Regions from separate parts of the Mus musculus genome. Here all the other regions are linked to region 2. The links are chromatin contacts, called in public Hi-C maps. All regions are on one chromosome and are shown on one strand. The core of a region is the stretch at or near the end of the contact, and the rest is flanking DNA. Distances in the headings are between cores, read along the strand shown. Region 1 overlaps Gm20319 (predicted gene, 20319). Region 2 has its middle 19 kb from the start of Il1rap. Region 3 overlaps Il1rap (interleukin 1 receptor accessory protein).

Evidence for each region. A called contact is a pair of places that touch in the nucleus more often than the background predicts.
Region 1: a Hi-C map of liver shows a contact between it and region 2, with 4 times the contacts expected there. The contact joins two enhancer-like sites. A contact is called at or near these places in 5 of 484 Hi-C or Micro-C datasets (liver and nephron progenitors).
Region 3: a Hi-C map of liver shows a contact between it and region 2, with 2.9 times the contacts expected there. The contact joins two enhancer-like sites. A contact is called at or near these places in 9 of 484 Hi-C or Micro-C datasets (ECoMG-derived neutrophils, LSK cells, granulocyte-monocyte progenitors and 2 more) and 1 of 115 datasets of contacts at active chromatin or transcription factors (liver).

What each region holds. Positions count from the first base shown.
Region 1 is chr16:26,747,892-26,751,357 of GRCm38.p6, forward strand. All of the region lies in intron 1 of Gm20319 (predicted gene, 20319), which reads right to left. Among named protein-coding and RNA genes, the nearest start is that of Gm20319, 5.9 kb to the right of the region's middle. Within about 2 kb of position 1,935, at least 3 of the 459 cell types and tissues checked have an H3K27ac peak or open chromatin away from gene starts, as enhancers often do. A contact at or near this core is called in liver, where this site is marked.
Region 2 is chr16:26,560,682-26,564,394 of GRCm38.p6, forward strand. No RefSeq gene overlaps it. Among named protein-coding and RNA genes, the nearest start is that of Il1rap, 19 kb to the right of the region's middle. Within about 2 kb of position 1,975, at least 10 of the 459 cell types and tissues checked have an H3K27ac peak or open chromatin away from gene starts, as enhancers often do. A contact at or near this core is called in liver, where this site is marked.
Region 3 is chr16:26,696,503-26,700,348 of GRCm38.p6, forward strand. It overlaps Il1rap (interleukin 1 receptor accessory protein), which reads left to right. Exons shown (of 11, transcript NM_001159318.1): 7 at 2,325-2,451. Among named protein-coding and RNA genes, the nearest start is that of Gm20319, 57 kb to the right of the region's middle. Within about 2 kb of position 1,804, at least 3 of the 459 cell types and tissues checked have an H3K27ac peak or open chromatin away from gene starts, as enhancers often do. A contact at or near this core is called in liver, where this site is marked.

The DNA of each region.
Region 1 (3,466 bases), core at 685-3,184, 190 kb after region 2:
TGTAATTGAAATGTAAAATTACAGAAAATCCAAATAAGGGATCATTAAGATGGCCATTAAAGTAGACTTCTCTGGCTTTCAGAATTTGTCAGTCAGTATATTACAGAGACTATTAACATAACATAAATATGTAGCTTCAAAAATAAACACAGAGAAAAATGTGAATAATATAGAAAAAAGAAGGACAGCTTCACCTGCCCACCTAAAAGAAGGAATAGGAGGGAGCAAATTAGCACAACAGGAGCAGAGGTTCAGTGAATTAGGGAGTGGTTGTGCTGCATGTATAAGCTACAACACCACACACACACACACACACACACACACACACACAAGATCCAAGTAGTGAGGTGTTCTTTAACTGAGGAGCTGAAAGAAAGGCACATACAGAAAAGCAAAGAGAGGAGAGAAAAATAATACCAACAGAGCCTCAAGGAATCATGTTATTTTATATTTACCTAAATTATACATGTTATATATATGCATGTGTATAAGTGTATTAATATAATAAGCAAGAGCCACAGACTAACACAAATCCCAGTGCCCAGCATGAGAAGCGTCCTTTTGAGTTGTTGGTTAGAGTAGTCTAAGAAAGTACTGGGGCTACTGGTATTGCCTTTGGTTGTCTCTCAGAGGGTGAAAGTAAGTCCCTGTTGTTGAGATCACCACGCTTTGCACAAAGGACTCAGGTGATTTGATCTGGATCAAACCTAAAGACCTTCTTTATGTGGAGTGGCTTATATAGTACCAGAGAGCAGTATACAAGCTACTAAGGGAGGGGGAAATGGCTAGTGCTATCCATCTGTAATATGTATGAATCACAACAATGACCAGCATGAGAAAATAGCCCAAAAGGTACAGTAGTGGCACTCATGTATTCACAGTGACCAGCCTCTGTCTAATTGGATTTAATCCATACCCAACAAGAGGGAAACCATACCTGGTATTAGAAACCTACTCATTTACCTGAGACTTGTGAGGCCATAGGTCTTAGGAGAGAATCCAATATCACTGCCTTATAAGGCCAACACAATTGCTATCTGCTTTCTAAAATGTATCTTATGCCCAGAGATGAGTATAGCTCTCACTCTTCATCTAAAAAGATTCTCTTTACAGTAAATGAAGACCATCTCTGTATCCTAAAGCTACACAAAATACAGAGGTCAACTGACCTTTCAAAGTCCACCACCAAAGGATACCATACAACCCCTGCATCAGTGTGTCAAGGAACACAGTAGAAGAAAAACAGAGAGTTTTTAAGAACTAAAGGACAAGGAGATCTGCTGTAAGAGTGTCTTGTAGAAATGACTGCATAAACAAGATAGGAACAGTGACACTCTCAATAAATTGTTAATACAAAAATGGTTAAATCTACTAATGACTGATAAGAGAGGAAAAATTAGCCTCTCCCAGCGATGAGCCTCCTAATTGGCTATCCAATACAAAGGAGTCAGCCCTGTATTCACATACACACAAGCAACAAAAATGGACATAGTGGGTTGTATCTATATATTGTGTGTGTATGTGTGTGTGTGTGTGTGTGTGTGTGTGTGTGTATCAATGAAAAAGAGGCCATCAATGAGAGAAGGTGGAAGAGGATGGATATGTGAGGGGTTGGAGGGAAGAAAGAAACTGAATGAAGTGAGGTAATTATATTTTAGTTGAGAAACATTTGAAAATAAATCTGTGTTATGCTTTAGACAAGGCTCGGTATCTTTCCTGGATTTATCTATTATTTTGTAATGCACATTCAGAGGTTTTAAGAGAGTAGAAAGTTAATCTGACCATGGTGTTGGGGGACTTCCATGAGGTAATTAAGATTAAATAAGTTCATGAGGAAGGAGCTTCCTGATTGGATTGTGGTGGCTTTATCGGAAGATAGAGACTCAAGTATTCATGCATACACTGTTATCTTTTCTATGAAGCTCTAGGCCACCTTGGAACTTTGACAGCCACAAGATCATTACCAAACATTGTCCTCAATGCTGGGTCAGGCCTTTGAATGAGCCAACATGAAATTCCTTTATGAAATTGCCCAATTTCAGATATTTTACTAAAGTAAGAAAAACTTGAACTAGTTCAAGCTGATTTCAGATATATTAGTAATTGATAAAATTTAGTACGTTAAAAAATTTTAAAGTGCTTGGAATATGAAGTGTGGATAGAGATGCAAGTGAAAACATAGAAAACTGCCCATTCTGGTTGCACATCATTGCTTATTTGTGCCAAGGAAGAAGGAGGACAAAAAGAATTGGCAGTGGATCAACCAGAAGGTGCTCCACTTGAGTTAGGTTTGGGGTATAAAACAAGGGGCTTCACTTCATTTTCAGCTCTCTTATTCTTTTATAAAGAGCCCTGAAGGAAATGTGTCATCAAATATGGTCATTTATGAGTGGTCAATATAGGCTAATTTTTAATTGAAAATAATTTCTATACAATGTATTTTGATGACAGTTTTCCCTCCCTCACCTTGTCCCCAATCCTCACCCACTTCCCCATCCTTTCAATGCCACATCTTCTCCCTCCATCCTCTCAAGAAAACAAATAAAAAAATCAAAAATAAAACAAAATGAACAAACTAACAACAACAAAGAAGAAACAACAACAAAAAATGTATCAGAAATGCATACACAGGCAGAGACACACACCCAAGTAAAACCACAAAACCACAAAACCAGGGATGGTAATAGACATGCAAAAGGCCAGTAAGATGAAACAAAAACTGAACAAAGCAACATGAGAATGACAAATCTCCAAAAATACCTTTGAGTTCATTTTGTATTGACTATTTACTTCTAGGTATGGGGCCTGTGCTTAATTGTGGTTTAGTTTCTATACCCAAAGAAACTCCTAGGGAGAATCTATTTTTCTTAGGTGAATCTTATTAATTGGGGATGGATTCTTGGTTAGGGACACATGCCTGTGTCTTGGTCCACATATCAGCCCTGTGACCCTATCTGGTTTGGATCTGTGCAGGTCCTAAGGATGCTGACATAGTCTCTAAGAGTTCATATGTGCATCAGTCTTATTGTGTCCTAAAGACAACATTTCTTTGGTATCAACCATCCCCTCTGGCTCTTATAATACTTCTGCCTCCTCTTCTGCATAATTCCCTGAGCAAGGTATATTAGTTAGGGTTCCCTGGAGCATCACAGACCATCAGAAAACACAGATATTTTACATTGCAATTCATAACAGTATCAATATTACAATTAAGAAGTAGCAACAAAAGATAATTTTATGGTTTGAGATGACTATAACATGAAGAACTATGTAAAAGGGTCACAGCATTAGGGAAGTTGAGAACTACTGTTCTAGAGGAACAGAACTTACAGACTAGAATTTCCAGCTAATATGAGGCTGAGCAGGCAAAGATGTCAAGCATCCTTCTTTCATGTCCTTTATGTAGGCTGCCAGCAGGTATGGCCCAGATTAAAGGTGAATCTTCCCACCATAAAACATCTATATT
Region 2 (3,713 bases), core at 725-3,224:
GAAAATGTGTTTCTTCTCAACAATTTATTTATTCACCCTTCATTTACTTATTAGGACATACTATGAGGGCATAGATATGTATTATTCATAAGGTTCCAGCTCAATGCTAGTTTATTAGGCCACACAAATTGGTCCCACTTTGGCCACTGGGAGCTTGAGAAGTCACTCCTATTATTCAATATTTTGTCACTAATTATTTTTAGCACGTTCTTACTACCTGGTGTTATGAGGTTACTCTATGCTCATGTTGTATATTTTCTGTCTCCATCCTAGGATCAACTGTTTCCCCAAGACATAGCAAAGGTGTTTGCCCATTTAATTATTTTCTTATTGTCTATGTACTAGAACAGTCCTGGGCACTGAGAAGTCACAGAATAAACCATTGTCGAATGAATAAATTAGTGAGTAGGTGTGAGAAGTGGACAGAGCAGTTCTGGCCTGAATCCTGGCCCTATGTTTGACTCTTCTTTCCCTCAAGGTAAGTGGGATCCAGCTTTTGGGGATTGAAGTTTTCATGAGTAACATTTTAGGACCTTGAATTATTTTATTCTCAAGTATTACGTTTTAGATTGTTTGTTTGTTTGTTTTTTAAGACAGGGTTTTATTGTGTAGCCTTGGCTGCCCTGGAAACAGATCTGTAGACCAAGCTGTCCTCAAACCCATAGATATCTTCCTGCCTCTGCCTCTGCCTCTGCCTCTGCCTCTGCCTCTGCCTCTGCCTCTGCCTCTGCCTCTGCCTCTGCCTCTGCCTCTGCCTCTGCCTCTGCCTCTGCCTCTGCCTCTGCCTCTGCCTCTGCCTCTGCCTCTGCCTCTGCCTCTGCCTCTGCCTCTGCCTCTGCCTCTGCCTCTGCCTCTGCCTCTGCCTCTGCCTCTGCCTCTGCCTCTGCCTCTGCCTCTGCCTCTGCCTCTGCCTCTGCCTCTGCCAAGTGCTGGGTTTAAAGGCATGTGCACCACTGTCACCCACCTCAAATTTTACTTTTAAGAAAGCTTTCATGCTCAAAAAGGTATATGAAAACTTACAATTCTCATACTCAAAAGTTTTAAGCCTTACTCCCTTCAGTCAGAACTATTAACTCTATAAATATTTTCTGCTGGCCTATATTGTAATTAATTATCAGATTTATCTTTGTGTTGTTATTCTGAGAGATCAGACTTTTTTTTTTCTTTTTTTGCCTGTCCCTAGGCTGTGAGCAACTTGACTAGAGTCGTGCCTTATTATGCAGAGCACCCTGAGCACCAAGGCAGCTGGCACTGAGGAAGCTCTCAGCAAGTGGTTAAAACAGATAGGCTGCACAAAGAGCTGCTAGGAGAATAAGGCTGTCTTTGTTTGAGTCAACAATAACTCAAGTTGCAAAGCAAGCATAAAGAAAAGCTAAGTTTTTAAGTGTTGAACAATTGTCTGGAGAGGGTACACTTCAATTCTGAGCATGGGGAACGGAGAAAATTCTAAAGAATGAATCCATTCTACAACCACTTTAACTGCCTTTTCCTGAACTCTTTCATTTCTTATTGTTTCCCGTAAATTTGAGTAAACAAGAAAATCTCTAGTGCACAGACTCTCAAACTCCTAAAATGTACCTTAGATATGGTTTCATTCCCTTATCTTGAAGACAGAGAAACTGCTGCCTATTGAGTGAAGTTAATTTATTTTTGTGGCCAGGTAGGACCAAAGTCTAGGTATAATTCACTGTATAGTCAGAACAACCATGTTGCTGGTCTACAGGGAAGCTAATATGGGTATATCTGTTTACAAAGCTCACAGGAAAATACATGTTATGAGTAATGGGTAATAGTCAGTGAATTCAAAGGTCAAATATTTTTTAAATATTTCAAAATATATTTGCTATGTTCAGGGTGCTCTTTAAAATCCATAAACACAGGGCTCTCATCTTCAATTATTAACAAGCCACTATATGGCTGAGTACTTTGATCCTATCAATCAGGAGGCAGAGTCAAAGGCAGATAGATGGCTATGAGTTCAAGGCTAGCCTGATGTACATAGTGAGTTCCAGCCAACCATGTTTACACAGTAAGACTCAGTCTAAGAAAATAAAATAATAATGATGATACTATTATTATCATTATTAAGTTAGCAATTGGTCATAACAAAATAGAAGGTATAATAATATCTATCCAGCACTCACAAGATGTAAGTTGCCAATTGCTTCGTTTTTGCTTGAGGTCTCACCTTCAACTAGGTAAGAACTGATGTTAGGCAAACTATCTTCCAGTTGACTGGTTAGAGAGAAGACATTTAAACATGGACTCTGTAACTCTGGACCTGAGGTTATATTTGCTATCCAGAGAACTTTGCACCTCAAATTCTTGAGCCACTCTGATTAAAGATTTATGCCATTGAATTGATTTAATTAACTATTTGTAGTGTCCACAACTGGATCTGATTCTGAGCAGTCTTTGCCACTCAAACAGCACACGGCTGATTCCAAGAAGTGCTTGCTGACAAGGAGCCTGATATGGTTGTGTCCTGAGAGGCTTTGCCAGAGCCTGACAAATCCAGAGGTGGATGCTCGCAGCCATCCATTGGACTGAGCACAGGGTCATGTGCTGTGTGTGTATTCTTTTGTTTACACGCATAGTGAGAGTACTCTGTGTGTGCACATGTATATAACATAAAAAATAAGCACCCTGAGTATACTGTTGTTCTACAAGTATGTGATTTGCATACAAGAATACATACATATTGGTACTGTTTAACTTTGGAAGTTTCCCTTCTTTCTCTGTTCTCTATGGCTATAGAGTCTAAAATGCTTAAATATGGCTTAAGGTTTTTATACCCATGGTGTGTATGTGTGTGTGTGTGTGTGTGTGTGTGTGTGTGTGTGTGTGTGTGTGTGTGTGGTCTGTAAGGACAGTAGATGCAATGCTCTGATTATGGTTCAAGATTTGAAAACACAATAAAAACTGAAACAGAACCAAAAAGGAAACAAATGAGATAAAATTCTGAATGGCAAAAGATGTTAAGGGAAAAGCTTTTCCCAAGGACTTGGGCTTGTCTTACACATGCAGCTTTTATTTCTGACTTGGCACACTGTATAAGTAAGCATGCCTTGTTTGTCAAATTCCAAATTTACACCTCTCCCTTCCTATTCTCTTGTCTCAAATTAATTTTATCTGTTAAACCTCAGACATTGTTCTGTTTGTTCTGACATACACAAATAGTAAGGTTATAATAGTGATTTTATCCGGCCAATCTTCTGAGAATGTTTATTTTTTTAGTCATTGTATAATTTACATGTAGGAGCAGGTCACTTGCAGCATGACCTTTAAGACTCCCAGTAATGGGCTACACATTTCACTCTCAGATGTTGTCTTCTTTTCCCTGGCCTTTGTAGGAGGTGTTCAGAAATCACAAGTCATGAGCTTGAGTACAGGCTAGCAAGCAAACCATTCTCTCTCTGCCTTGGAAATGTAACTGTACAGATGTCAAGGATATCATATGATAAGTAAAATCTAAAATAGCATGTTTATGCTTCCAGCCACAGGAATGATCAGATTGATAAAGAGAGGACTGTACATTTTGGCTATCATTAATTCAGGAAGAATCAACAAGGGTTCAGGGTTTGGTGTGGCAACAGAAAACAGTTAAAACCTGAAACTAAGGAATAAGCATGGATGCAACATAGCATATGGAATCAATTGGTGTGATAAACAAAACAAAACACACACACACACACACACACACACACAAACAC
Region 3 (3,846 bases), core at 554-3,053, 140 kb after region 2:
ATGGTGTTTGGTAAGAATAAATACTTAGGCAGAGAAAAACCTCCTTGAGAAAGAGGGAAGAGGGCAACACAGGAGAGGGAGGCGGGGTAATATGTAACATTTAGGGTTTTATATATATATATATATATATATTTATATATATCTTGTGCCCCTTGGAATAAAAATGCTCCCCACCAAAAAAGCATTGACTATTTAATAAAAACGTAAGTGTTAGGCATGAGCAATCTCCATATTCAAGTTGTTAGGCAGGAGAGTCCAAAAAGCTCCCCATACAATACAGGCTTTTACTCTTTTCCTTGATCACATCTCAGAAATTGGAAGTCAGGCTCTATCACCAACAATACAGCACACTTTGGACAGAGAACTTAGGAATCAATCTAAATTCGAATTAGGTGTTTCTTTTCTGAAACCTAGCTCTCGTAATATGACAAGGAGATATGCAAGTTTCCAGTGGTGAGAAGCAACCCATAGCCCTATCAATCTCTAAAGCCTATGAACTACAATAGCAGAATAGCAATATATTCCAAAAGGTCCACTAATGGTACTTCCATTATAGGGCTAAGCAATAGCCATGTAAATTAGACTTGGAAGTCTTCTCAAGAGGTGGGAATTTATGCCTGACTCTTTAAATAGAGGCAACTGGCAAAGCCATCTAATGTAGAGGAAAAGCGACTACTACCTCCATGTGCCTGAACCAGTATAGTTTCCAACTTCTGTCTAAATACAAACAGCTAGATGCAGTAATCAACTCTTATCAGAGAAGCTTATTTGTATAGCAGACAAGGACACTCTGATCAAAATGTAAATGACAACTCACCATGGGTTGCCTATCCCCAGTTGATACACATACAACAGTCTCTTCACATACGTCTCAAGGAACACATACACATATAACTATATATCTTTAATTTTAAGTAGCTGTTTTGTAGACTCATCTACATCCCCTGGCTCTTATGTCCTTTTTGCTTTACCTCCATCAATGTTTCCTGAACTTGAAAGAGGTAATGCAGATTTCCCATTTAGGGATAGGCACTCACCGGTCACTTACATTCTTCAGTGCTATAGCCATTGATATATTGCCCAATACTTCAGTAAATAACACCCACATCCATGCTCATGCAAATACATGAATAAATTCAGAGGTCTATAATAAAAAATAGGAGGGAAATTGTTTGGGTAAAGGTGTTAAAGAAAATAGACGGGTGGTGGCCATGGCAGAATGGAAATAAACTTTATTATGTAAGTGTATATGATTTTGAAAGGATAAAATAGGAATAAAGGAAAACACGGACAGGTATTTAGTTCTACCGAGTTCACAGTAATGTGCTGGTCCTGACCTGATTGTTAGCACTGTGTCCCTGTTTGAAACGTCTCAGTGTCTTAAAGCATCTCAGCCACATAGCTTAGAGCTGCTATTTTAAACTAAGCTTCTGAGGGATTGGAGAGGAAGATTCCTTGGCCAGGTTACTTAGGAAATGACATCACTCTCTCCTCCTTGGACAAGGACCCACCATTTACAGACTTTTACTGGTCAATGCTATAGTTTGAAGGAGAATAACCGCCACTCCCATAGGCTCATATATCTGAATTCCTAGTGCCCAACTTATGGAACTGTTTGGGAGGAATTGTGAAACAGGACTGTGAGCTATGGCTGGAGGTGGGCTTTGAGGTTTCAAAAATCCCATGCGATTCCTAGGTAGCTTTCTCTGCCTCGTGTTTTTCCATGAGAAATAATCTCTTAGCTACCGTTCCAGCACCAAGCCTGCTGGCCTACAGCCATGATCCCTCTTACGATGATCATTGACTTTAACCCTCTGGAACTTTGAACCTCAAATCAAATGTTCTCTTTTATAACTTGCCTTGGCCATGGTGTTTTATAACAATGAAAGAAAGAAAGAAAGAAAGAAAGAAAGAGAGAGAGAGAGAGAGAGAGAGAGAGAGAGAGAGAGGAAAGAAAAGAAAAGAAAAGAAAAGAAAAGAAAAGAAAAGAAAAGAAAAGAAAGAGAAGGAAAGTTCCATTTTGCTTGTACTTTGTTTATGCCCTCATAACAAAATAACAGTACTAGAAGAGATTTGGCCTGAAAAGAATATAGTCAGAGTTCTTCTGACATTTTAGAAGATACTTATTTAGTGTTAAAAATGCCCACCCTTGTAATTTCATGGACACTTGCTCATTTTTCTTCTTGGTTTTATCCTCTCATGTGTTTGGTGTTTCGGTAGGTTGCCTTACAGTGGCCACTAGAGAATCAGGCATAACTAATCATATGAAATATATAGACTGATGGATTAATATAGGTTAACTTCATCGACTAAATTTATTTCAGGAGAGGAACTGGTTATTCCCTGCAAAGTCTATTTCAGTTTCATTATGGACTCCCACAATGAGGTCTGGTGGACCATTGATGGAAAGAAGCCTGATGACGTCACAGTCGACATCACTATTAATGAAAGGTATCCTGGCTGCATGCAGGTGCTCTAGTCTTTGTTAGTCTAAGGTCTTGATGAATATTATTCAATGTACATGATTATTATTATTCTTTAAGAAACTTAGCAAGATTTTTCAACCTTCAGGGGCTGCAGGGTCATTAAACTAGCAAGGCAAGTGCACATACTTGTCAGATTGTGTGACAAACTTTGGAATTGCATTGTCTTCAGGCTAGATAGCTTCATCACAGTGAACCCAAAGAGCAGGCATCAGATTGTTTTAAGTTCAACCAACTTCCCATGTTTCTGATTCTCACTTAAAGACATAAGGAGTGTATCTTTCACATGAGCAAGATGAATAAGAAGGAGATATGTTGGCATATGCTTCCATGAAAGTATAGTGTTGTCTTTCTCAGTCCTGGAGTATGGGTCTAAATAGTCTGTCTTACATAATGTATGTTAGTCTCTTCTATTAAAGTAACCATACTTTTCTCATCTTCCCCTGATACTTGAGAATTACTTATTAAATATTAACTAACTACATTTTTGTTCTCTAAATTTCACTTTTAAAAGTAAATGTTCAAAAATCCCAAAGAGCTAATTTTCAAAAGCTTATGGGTAATAATACATACCTCTCTTGATATAACAACTTGGGTCATTTCATTCTTAAGTAAACTTGATATTTGTAAGAATTTAACAAAGGAGAACGTATAGGTCTCTGGAGACAAAAGACTTCTCTGTAAGTGAGGTATAAATTGCTAGAGAGAATTGGTTCGCTCCAGAAACTAATAAATCACTGTGGTGACATATGTGACAGAATAGTTATTAAGACCCTAAATTTGGTCACCTTGTGCAAACAGACCTTAAGCTAATTGAATTTCTACAATTCAAACCTATTTCTTTCCTAATAGTAATGTAAGTTTTTGTAGAAATTATAAAATGTCTACTTTGAACAGCCTCTTTTCTTACTTAGCTATCCCTCATTAGGTAAACTATGACAGATCATGTGTCTATTTACAGTATCTGATATATAAGTAGTAGAGAAGGAGGAGATGTTAGAGGAGGAATTCTTAGAGGATTCCTTCAGTTCAGGGGGATTAAGGGGCCCTCCACAAAAGAAGCAGCGTTCAAATCAAACTTGCTCAGTTAAGATATGAACAGCAATCTGGTAAAGGGGACATTGTATGCACAGACCTGGATGTTTGAGAAACAGAGAAGAGTTGATGACAATTTTAGCTTGAAAACTCGAGGGACAATTATTGGTCATTTCAGGAATGTTAAGAATTGTGATTCTCATCCTCATAATAAATGAATGCTTAGGATAGCAAAGTCATGTTATTCTACCTTGCTGTGAGTAAGATATATTTGCAGTATTCCACAGAGCAGGACCTTAACGTGGAAGAAAACAACTGAGCCTCTAAA